2 separate regions of the Capra hircus genome follow, and region 2 is linked to region 1. The links are chromatin contacts, called in public Hi-C maps. All regions are on one chromosome and are shown on one strand. Each heading gives the region's core, a stretch centred on a gene start, on an enhancer-like site or on the middle of the called end of the contact. The rest is flanking DNA. Distances are from core to core; before and after follow the strand shown.

What was found. A called contact is a pair of places that touch in the nucleus more often than the background predicts.
Region 2: a contact with region 1 is called in a Hi-C map of blood, with 6 times the contacts expected there. The contact joins the enhancer-like site here to the promoter of PTPRJ in region 1. A contact is called at or near these places in 2 of 5 Hi-C or Micro-C datasets (both in blood).

Annotation. Positions count from the first base shown.
Region 1 is chr15:5,177,389-5,183,078 of ARS1.2, forward strand. PTPRJ (receptor-type tyrosine-protein phosphatase eta) reads right to left here and starts at 3,465. Exons shown (of 24, transcript XM_013969888.2): 1 at 3,413-3,465; 2 at 2,117-2,266. The coding sequence starts at 2,177.
Region 2 is chr15:5,328,198-5,334,095 of ARS1.2, forward strand. No RefSeq gene overlaps it. Among named protein-coding and RNA genes, the nearest start is that of NUP160, 93 kb to the right of the region's middle. Within about 2 kb of position 2,249, at least 1 of the 5 cell types and tissues checked has an H3K27ac peak or open chromatin away from gene starts, as enhancers often do.

The DNA.
Region 1 (5,690 bases), core at 2,215-4,714:
AAGGAGGCAAAACCGCTAGACCATTCAAGTATGACCTAAATCAAATCCCTTATGATTATACAGTGGAAGTGAGAAATAGATTCAAGGGATTAGATCTGATAGACAGAGTCCCTGAAGAACTTTGGATGGAGGTTTGTGACACTGTACAGGAGGCAGCCAAGAAAAAGAAATGCAAAAAGGCAAAATGGTTGTCTGAGGAGGCCTTACAAATAGCTGAAAAAAGAAGAGAAGCTAAAGGCAAAGAAGAAAGGGAAAGATATACCCATTTGAATGCAGAGCTCCAAAGAATAGCAATGAGAGGTAAGAAAGCTTTCCTCAGTGATCAATGCAAAGAAATAGAGAAAAACAGTACAATGGGAAAGACTAGAGATCTCTTCAAGAAAATTAGAGATACCAAGGGAACATTTCATTCAAAGATAGGCACAATAAAGGACAGAAATGGTATGGATCTAACAGAGGCAGAAGATATTAAGAAGAGGTGGCAAGAATACACAGAAGAACTGTACAAAAAAGATCTTCACGACCCAAATAATCACGATGGTGTGATCACTCACCTAGAGCCAGACATCCTGGAATGTGAAGTCAAGTGGGCCTTAGAAAGCATCACTACGAACAAAGCTAGTGGAGGTGATGGAATTCCAGTTGAGCTATTTCAAATCCTGAAAGATGATGCTGTGAAAGTGCTGCACTCAACATGCCAGCTAATTTGGAAAACTCAGCAGTGGCCACAGGACTGGAAAAGGTCCGTTTTCATTCCAATCCCAAAGAAAGGCAATGCAAAGAATGCTCAAACTACTGCACAATTGCACTCATCTCACACGCTAGTAAAGTAATGCTCAAAATTCTCCCAGCCAGGCTTCAGCAGTACGTGAACCGTGAACCGTGAACTTCCAGATGTTCGAGCTGGTTTTAGAAAAGGCACAGGAACCAGAGATCAAATTGCCAACATCCACTGGATCATGGAAAAAGAAAGAGAGTTCCAGAAAAACATCTACTTCTGCTTTATTGACTATGCCAAACCCTTTGACTGTGTGGATTACAACAAACTGTGGAAAATTCTTAAAGAGATGGGAATACTAGACCACCTTAGCTGCCTCCTGAGAAATTTAAATGCAGGTCAAGAAACAACAGTTAGAAATGGACATGGAACAACAGATCGGTTCCAAACTGGGAAAGGAATAGGTCAAGGCTGTATATTGTCATCTTGCTTATTTAACTTATATGCAGAGTACATGATGAGAAATGCCAGCCTGGATGAAACACAAGCTGGAATCAAGATTGTTGGGAGAAATATCAATAACTTCAGATACGCAGATGACACCACCCTTATGGTAAAAAGTGAAAAAGAATTAAATAGCCTCCTGATGAAAGTGAAAGAGGAAAATGAAAAAGCTGGCTTAAAACTCAACATTCAGAAAACTAAGATCATGACATCCAGTCCCATCACTTCATGGCCAATAGATGGGGAAACAGTGGAAACAGTGACAGACTTTATTTTCTTGGGAACCAAAATCACTGAAGAAGGTGACTGCAGCCATGCAATTAAAAGACGCTTACTCCTTAGAAGGAAAGTTATGACTAACCTAGACAGCATATTAAAAAGCAGAGATATTACTTTGCCAATCAAGGTCCGTATAGTCAAAGCTATGGTTTTTCCAGTAGTCATGTATGGATGTGGGAGTTGGACTATAAAGAAAGCTGAGCGCCAAAGAATGATGCTTTTGAACTGTGGTCCTGGAGAAGGCTCTTGAGAGTCCCTTGGACTGCAAGGAGATCCAACCAGTCCATCCGAAAGGAAATCAGTCCTGAATATTCATTAGAAGGACTGATGCTGAGGCTGAAACTCCAATACTTTGGCCACCTGATGTGAAGAACTGACTCATTAGAAAAGACCCTGATGCTGGGAAAGATTGAAGGCAGGAGAAGGGGACGACAGAGGATGAGATGGTCGGATGGCATCACCGACTCAATGGACATGAGTTTGAGCCAGCTCCAGGAGTTGGTGACGGACAGGGAAACGTGGCGTGCTATAACCCATGGGATCACAAAGAGTCAGACACAGCTGAGCGACGGAACTGACTGGAGCCATTTTAAAGGGTGAGAAGATAGTGCATACCAGGATCCAGGGGTGAAAATGTCCCACTGTCGGCTGGAGTGGACTGGCCATTCAAACCCATTACAGTTGCTGTTACAAGCTTTTCTGGGGCTGCGGTCCATGCACTGTTACTGGTTGTAGATGAGAATGTAGTCACATTGCAGCTGGTGCCTAGAACATAGGAAAGGAAAACAAAATGCAAGCTAATAGAACGGCACCCCCCACCACCGCATACAGGCCGTACAACAGACTTTTACCTATCACTTTTTAAATGTATCACAGTTCTTTCATCTCCCCTCCCCCACCTTACAATATGGCCTCTACACACAGATTTTTTTCTTCTTTTGCACCAGTGATTTGAACCTGTGCAAGGAACCTACCAGCTTATTTACCAAACTGATTAACAAGGAAGAGAAAGCAATTACAGAACTCTTCCTATTGTTTGCACAGGCTTTGCATAATTACTGTCATTAAGTGAGATTCTCTTTATTAGAAGGTTTCAGCAAGGATGCCCCCTTTGTATGACACTGTAAGAATATTCTAAGAATTTTATCTTTACGGTTCACAGGCTGAGATTTTACCAACTGGGGGAAAAAAAAGTAGTCCTCGAATTTTGATGACAGACAAAAGCCACCGATTTTTATTTTTCAAAGAGGTACATTAAAAAATTACTAAATATTGTTCATTTTATTTCTTATAGAAGTGAAGAATGATCAAAAAATCGGTGAGGACATAACCCCAGAGTAAATGGTGCTTTCAACTGAATATATTAAGTTCCATTAAAAATTTCCTACAGCAACCCCATTTTTCTCATTTTACTATAGACCAGGGAGGACGTCAATGGACCAGGAACTAATTAGTAACTGAGACTCAACCCTCCACATGGAAGCACAATATACAGGAGGCTACGTCTGGTTTTCCAAAGATTATATACAAAACCTGTACATCATTTAAAAAATCATGGGGTGATTCAGCAACACAAGAAAATACTTACAGGGTAACAGTACATGAAATAAATATACATCATACTACATTATGAAAACTAAGTTGTCTGTTAAAAAAAAAATCACCCACAAATGTAGGCTAGAAAAAAAAATCACAGAAAAAAATTTGTATTTGTCAGGGTTGCACAACTGATCAAATTTTTTCTTTCATTTGCTGTTTCCACCCTCACCCCACTTCCAAAGAAATACTGGAACTAAGCGAGTTTTAGCAAATTAGCATCTTCTGCGATTTTTCACTGTCCTGTTAATATTGATGCGTCCATTAGGGGGCAGTAGCGAACAGCACACGAGCAGAGTGGGCCGTGGTACTTACTACAGTCAACTGTGCACAGGATCTGTAACAGAGAAAGAAAACGGAAGTCAGTAGATTCCTCCAGCCTGGGCAAACTGCAAATCAGAAATAAAGCAGATGAAAATTTAATGACTGGGGTGGGGTGTTAAGAAATGCATTAAGCAAAGGCCTGCCAGCCAGGGTTAGGGTGTGAGGCCACTGAACGTGGGAATTCAGGGTAAGCGCCAGCCATCTGCAAACAATGGATGAACTCAGTTATAGGGAGACCAAACGGCTGTTGGCTACCCAGCGTTTCTTCCACTCCCCAGGTCCGCGCTCCTTCCCGTCATTACACTGTACTCTGAGGCAAAAGGACACCGCAACAGGAGTTGAGATTCTTTGGACCAAAAGAAAGAAGGCAGGGCCATCCCCACCCCCACCACCCCTTCCCCAGAGCCACTTTGGGTCGAGAACGGAGGATATGAAGCCAGACAGGTGGCAGCAGAAATCCACCGTGTTAGAGATGTTCACTGTGCAAAAGGTCATCTTCTATCAGGAGGCGGCAGGAATCTTTTTAAAAATCATTCGGCAAACGACTTTGTGAAGAATAAACGTTTGAACCAAAGGGTGTCTCCATCTGCCATCTGTTTAGATCCCTGAGGATCCTCAAAGATATTTATCAAGTCCCTATTATTTCCCCACACTTTAAAAGCCTAAATTAATTCAAGATTGTTCAACCTGTTGTTTAGTAAAATCACACCTTTCTGGTTAGTGGGATATTTCCAACTACAGCCCTTGTAAAGTGGAAAATAATCAAAAGAGACTCCAGTGGAAAAAACATCCTCAAACCTCCCATCACACTTAGAATAAAATGCAAACTCTTAACCACAGCCTACAGGTTCCCTCTGTTATCACCTCTCATGCCCTTTGCAATGTTCTTGAAGCTGGTTCTCCGCGGGAGCCTTTATGCACTGATTCCCTTCTCCAAAAACACTCTGCCCTCACCCTCAACCCCGCCGTCCAGACCTTCCCAGATGGTGCCAGCAGCCGATGGAAATGAGCCCCAGTCACACTGCTTGACTGCTGTGTTTTCTCCCAGCCTTCACCTGAGTCATCGTCAGTCTCCTCCGACTGAAATGCACACTCCAGGAGAGAAACTGCGTCTGTGCCCACGCCTAGGCTATTACACACGGTAGGCACTCAGTACGTGGCACGAAGGAAAGAACGAGCCTCTCATTCTGCAGAGGAGCCAATCTCTAAGGCCCAGTGAAGGGAAAGATTTGCCCAAGGTTCCACAGCAAGGACAAGGCCAAGGCCGGTCAGGTCCCAGGAGCCCGATTACTCAGCCCCGTATTCCTCCCACTTATCCCACAAGTTTGCGCTTATCAAATGGAGAAAACAAGAACATTCGCTCTCGTCTCATGAGGTAGATGGGCAGAAGGGGGGCCTGGCCCCAGCCCTGTCTCCCAGTGACCCAGGCACCAGGACTCAAAGGAATCCAGCATTCCTCCTCTCCTCACTCCCTGCCAGCCTGTGGGACGGAGTGCCAGGGGGCAGGAGCGGGGAGGCAAGGGGTGGGCGAGCCCTGTTGATTTCCCTTCCTGCTCACACCCCACTCTCAAACTTTCCATTCCCACCACCGCCATGTACCCTTCAACCCGCCTCATCTCAGGCCTAAGCGTTTCCAGCTCGCCTTCCTCCCTCCAGCCCTCGCCCTCACTCTATGCTCCGCACCCCACGCCATCCAGGATGGACCACACGAGGGAGAAAAAGGAGGAATGGGTCACTAGGTAAGCAGCACAGGGCAATACACTCTTTTTTTTTTTTTTTGCCCTGGAGTTGTGACCCTAGGGTGGCACATCCCAGCCCTTTACAATGTTACCATCTCTCTGCCTGGGCATCTCTGGGCTATGTCCTCACCGGGAAGCCATTCAACCACCCATCCATGCCACCAAATATTGCCTAAAGCAATAAAGATCTTGTCTTCAAACTGTTTACAGGAAAGGAAGGGAAATGAGACACGTCTGTAAATCAGTCAGTCAAGGTAGAAAGTACTGACACTTAACAAGCAACTCTTGGGCACCCGTGTGTGCCAAGCACTGGGCTAAAACCTCAGAACTAAAGCAGACAGGCCTCGAGTCCCGGGGAACCATGGTGGAGCGAGGGAGGGAGGAGACGGATGGAGTGTGCCCTGGGGTCGGTACCACCTGCCGAGGGAAGTCAGGGGAGGCACACCCGGAAGGGGAAGAGCGTCTGTGCATGTCAGTCTGGGTCCTCTGCAGTCCGAGACTCGGCAAACACTGACTGGCTGCTGGTCACG
Region 2 (5,898 bases), core at 999-3,498, 150 kb after region 1:
CCCGTGCCCCTTGTAGTGGAAACACAGAGTCTTACCCTGTGGCTCTCCAGGGAGCCAACCCCCTGCCTGTACTTTCCTGACTCCAGGATTCTGTTCCCGCTGTCCTTCTGGCCCTTTCTTGGGTAAGGCCTCTCTGAGGCTCTTTTCTATAAAACAGGAAGCACCTCCCTTGCTAGGTGGCAAGGGAACTATGAAGATGAGATAAACTATGGTAAGCGTCTCGAACACTACCCGTGCTCAGTCCATGCTAGCTATTATTTGTCAGTCCCTGTTTTGAAATCTTAACAAACTTGATATATATGTTATAGTACTTATGGGTTCCTTCCTTGCCGTCTGCTTGAATGAATATGTCAAGAGGGTGAGCCTCTCGAGGCCCAGGGCAGTGTGGGTGGCTGTCCTCTGCATCTGGCTGTCTGTAGTGGTGGGGCAAGCACGCAGCTGCTCTTAAAGATGACAGCCAGCCAGTCTGACGAGAGGCAGAACGCGTCCATCCGGCACGTGCTGGAGGGTGCTGGGCCAGGCTGGGCAGAGGGTCAGCCTCCAGGTCCCTCTCGCTGGCCATGGGGCCACACTGGCAAACGGAGCCCACCCACAAGTCTGCAGCAGAGCTCTTAGGAAAGTCAGACACATTTGCCCACTGACGATGTGTGGTTCAGGCCGGCTGCCAGGAAGGTCTCCCCCGGAAGGCAGGAACCGACCAGTGTGAGGAGGGGAGGCCTGAGTGCCCCTCGCCTCCCTTCACGGCCCATCGGCAGTGACTCAGCAGGAAGCCAGCCAAGGCCCGAGTCACTCGCTCCCCTCCCACCACACCCAGGGTTTTCCTCCAGGGCTGGGAAGGCTGCTTATAGCTGAAGGTGTAAATCCTCCGTACCTGGGTCTAATTTCTTCAGCTTAGCATTTACAGGCACAAGATCTGGAGTTAGGCTGCTTGGGTCAGAAGCCCGGTTCTGCCTCTTATGAACCCACAGGAGCTTTCTTAGGTTCTCCGGCCACAGTCTGCAAGTGGGAACAATGACAGTACCTCCCTCAAGGAAGAGAAGTGACTCAGAGCTGTGCATGGTGGGCCCACGGGGCTCCTCTAACCCCTCTGCCCTTGCCGCTTTTTCCTGCCTAGGTCTTCGCTCCAAAGGCAGCTCCCACACTAAATCAAGATCTTTACTAAATACTCATTTTCTCAGTGCAGCCCACAACGGCCACCCCATCTAAGCCCTCCTCTTCCAATACTTCTTACTTCTTTCCCAAGTTTTCTCCGCAATGCTTATTGCCATCTAATTCGATGATGTCTCTACTGTCTGTCTCCCTCCACCCACACTGGAATTCAAGTCTCATTTTTGTCTGTTTTCTTCGCTGCTGTATTCCAGAGACCTAGAAAAGTGCTAACACAGAGCAGCTCTCAATGAACACATGGAATGAGTGGAAACGAATGCCAACTTATTCACTATTATTTATTAGCAATTATCATTGTCATCAGTGAAGATCACCAGTAAAGTCTGGCATTATTCTCATTCCGGTGAGAATGAGAGAGAAGTTCAAAGTTTAAAACTATACTAGATTCTGCAAATCTGCCTTTGGGTTGTTTCTACTTGAATTAATAGACTCTCAAAACTTAGAGACATCCACTGATCGGGTGGCTAAATTCTGTTAGCCACAGGGCTGGGCAGATGGCCGGTCATGTAAATACATAAATCTGATGGGGCCAATAAGGAGCGGTGAGAACCCAGGAAGCTGGGAATGGGATCCCCACCTAAAGGCATTTAAATTCAAATTTAAAAATAGCCTATACTAACCAAACACGAAGATCCCCTGGAGAAGGAAATGGCAATCCACTCCAGTAGTCTTGCCTGCGAAATCCCATGGACAGAGAAGCCTGGCAAGGCTACAGTTCATGGGGTCACGAAGAGTCAGACACGACTGAGCGACTAACAACCAAACACATGTCTAAACCGCATTTCCCTGATTCCAGACTCTAACTGGAAATTTATCTCGTCACCCACTAAATCATCCTGATCTCAAACTCTCCAAATATTGACATGACCCAGAGCCCCTCCTTCTCCCACCGCCCTGACGTCAAGGCTCCCTGTGGGCTGCACAGGTCTCACCGTCAGCTCCAATCTTTTTCTTTTTCGAAACCGTACTTATGTATTTCTCTTCGGCTGCACGGGCTCTCCCGTGCTGCACGCAGGCTCCTCTCTGGCTGCTGTGAGCGGGGGCTACCCTCTAGTGTGGGGTGCGGGCTTCTCCTCGCGGTGGTTTCTCTTGCTGCCCGCCAGGGGGCCCTAGGGCACTCAGGCTTCAGGAGCGGCAGCTCGGGGGCTCCAGAGTTTGGGCTTCCTAGTTGCAGCGAACAGGCTTAGAGGTTCTGAGGCACGTGGGATCTTCCCCGACATGGGACCAGAACCTGCGTCCCTTGCGTTGGCAGGTGGATCCTTTTTCGTTTTGTTTCTAATCAGAGGATAACGGCTTTACAGCGTTGTATTGGTTTCTGCCTTCGACATGAATCAGCCACAGGTACGTGTCCCCTCCCTCTGGACCCTCCCGCCCACCTCTCATCCCTTCCCACCCCTCTCAGTTGTCACAGAGCGCCGGGCTGCTGAGCTCCCTGTATGACACAGCAAGGTCCCCTCAGCCGTCCACTGTATCTGTGGACACGTGCACATTCCCGCGCTGCTCTCTCAGTCCCTCCCACCCTCTCCTGCCCCCGCTGTGTCCAGAAGTCTGTCCTCTAGGTCTGAGTCTCTCTGGCAGGTGGGATTCTTAACCAACAGACCACCGGGAAAGTCCCAGGCAGTTCCTATTTTGAGGTGCTTTGCTGCCCTTTTAACTCTCCTAGAGTTCAGCTGGGAGCAACTCACCAGTAAATTCCCAAAGCCGAGCAGAGCTTTGGTGAATTAATGAATGACTGGTTGACTCAAACCAGTCACATGGGTGCGAGGCAGCTTCCTCACCTCCATTATTCAGTGTGCAGAGACCTCCCACGGAGGCACCTAACTTGCCGTTGGGATCTCTCTCTGGGAAGACTTTCCCCCTCACTCCTCCAGGGTAAAGGGTGGTTAAAAAGACACAGATTCACATCGTGAAAGGGAACTCAGTACTCTCGGCTGCATCTGTGTACAGACTGGGGTGACCCCACCTCCTCCCCGAGGACAGTGGGCGGGGACTTGCCTCGAGTTTGTATAAAGCCCCATCCTGGTGAAATTCCCAAACAGAGAGGGACTCCTCCCAGAGCACGGCATTTACTCCTAGTAACGGAGACTGAGCCTCCCCTCCCCCGCCAGCCCCCCGCCCAGCCGCCCCCCGCCCCCACCCCGTGGCATTCTCTTGTTAAAGTGGAAGAAGGGATTAAGCCCTTCCGCGCACACACACACATTCACACACCCAGCGTAAAACTGGGAAACGGAGCTTAGAAAGACTAGAGTTCTGACCTTCACTGGCTACGTGACCTTGACGTTCCCTGAGCCTCTGCCTTCTCCTCTGTGAACTGGGAAGAAAACTCAAGTGACCTGATTGGGTGCGGGGGAAAATGACAAGTGAGCCCGCCTCCTCCCCCAAGCTTTAACCCACCCTCTGCACTCTGACCAGACATGAGTGGTCCTTCTCCCAGCTCCCCCCATGTACACTCCAGCCCCCTCCCACATATACACCCCAGCTCCCCAGCCCTGATGTAGACTCATTAACTGTTACAGCCAGTGTTAGTCACTCAGTCGTGTCTGACTCTTTGTGACCCCATGGACAGTAGCCCACCAGCCTCTTGTGTCCATGGAATTATCCAGGCAGAATATTAGAATGGGTTGCTGTTCTCTTCTCCAGAGGCTCTTCTTGACCCAGGGATTGAATCCCAGTCTCTTGCATTGCAAGCAGTTTCTTTGCTGTCTGAGCTACAGGGAAGTCCCCAAAGCTCTGGAGATCCCTGGCATGGGGGATAAGCTGGGTAGAGCTACAAGAACTCCTTATTTTGGAGGAAGAACAGGTCAGGCTTGGCGTCTGAAGAAAGAGTAGTAGCGGTCGTGCAGTCTCTCAGGCTTTGAAGCCCCATGTCCCAGGCAAGAATACCGGAGTGGGTTGCCATTCCCTTCTCTAGGGGATCTTCCTGACCCCGGGGTTGAACCTGGGTCTCCTGCGTTGCAGGCAGACTCTGTACTATCTGAGCTACCAGGGAAACTGTTAGCTATTAACTATTACTGTTATTTAGGCTCAACCTGTGAACGAGAATGTGGAACCAAGACGGCCAGCCCACAGTCAGCTGGCAGTGCCCGCCACCACCCTGCCTCTCAAAGCAAAGCACTTTGAAAAGCAGGTCCAATGTGACAGGTGCCAGTCTATGCATCGTAAGAGAAAGCACGACTATCTTTGAACATCAGCCCACCAGCTCCCTGCTGCTCCCGGTTACTGGCCCCAGACCCCCACCCACCCCGCCCATTCCTCTGTAGGCATCATTTCAGTAGAAGTCTTAAAGGATCACTGCTCTCCAGTCCTGACAGCTCTTCCTCTCTCTCTGTCACTGACACTAGAGCCTTTCGCCTCTAAGGCCTTACGGGGCACGGGGAGAAGTGAAAACGTGTAGAAGTCCCAAGGCTGCCTTAGTCTATGAGCTTTGCCACTAAGCCGCCTTGTTAACCTCAGAGAAGTAACTTCTTTTCTCTAAACCGTTGGTTTCTGATCTGCAAAGACAGGAAACCAACATCCATTCATGGCTACCAGGTGTTTAGGCACACGTTCGTATTGTTAACTTGTTTGATCTGCAAAATGAAGGGGTTGGACTATGTAATTTCTGAATTGCTTCTGGGAAAGGTTTCAGAAGTTGCTTTCAAAACCACTGCAACTCTCAGTCCACGGAAGGGGCTGTGACCTCGTGGAGAGAGCACGGGGCACACACCCAGGATGGCCTGGGTTTAAACCTCTGATTTGTCCTTTCTCAGCTGTGCCAACACTGAACAAGTCATGTGGGCCCTCCGCACCTCAGTTTCCTCATCTACAAAATGGGAATGATAACGTTCCCTCATAGGGCTGCCTGGAGGGTAAAATGAGATGGAGGAGGGGGTGGGACCGAGCACTGCACTTCGGACACAATGGGGTTGCAAAGAGTCAGGCACTACTGAGCCCGCACACACACAGGCTGCAGTGTGGGTTCCTGCCTGCTTGCGCAACTACCTAAAGATTTGAGGATGTCTGTATGCAAATCATTTCTGCTAACCCCCGAAGGTTTTTGCTTGGGTTTGGTTTGTGAGAAGGAAGCAGAAAGTTGCATCTGACGGTCTAAAAGAATGCTGATGACAAAGGTTTCATTTCTGCAGCCCGTGCCCCGGGCCAGTGTCAGAGGGCCACTGCCACAGACCTGAGCAAAGTCGGCCTTTCCCTGGAGACTCTTCTGCCCAAGAACAAATATACTTCTTTCCACAAAAAAATTTATTTCCATTTTAAAAGCTCCCCTCCACCGTGCTGGGTGCAGTCCGGGATCTGGGTCACTTTCTCTGAGGAGCCCTCTTGACCCCCTCCTCCGTGTGCAGTGCTGGCCCCTCTTCCCACCTCTGGCCACTTGCCGTTCTCCCTTCTGCTCTGCTCTTCTCCACAGCATTGATCACCACACAGCAAACACACCCACACTCGCAGCCGCCCTGTAGGCACTGCAGGGATTAGGGCTGCGGGCGATGTGTTCACCGCAGGGTTTCCACTGCTGAGAACAGACCCTGCACTAGCAGGCACTAAGCAAGATGTGCTGGGAGAAAGAATCTGAACCTGAGTTATAGTCAAGCTGGCAGTTATGGCCAGATAATAATAAAACCCACTCCAGTGTTCTTGCCTAGAAAATCCCATGGACAGAAGAGCCTGGTGGGCTATAGTCCCTAGGGTCACAAAGAGTCAGACACCACTGAAGTGACTTAGCAAAAATAAAATACCACA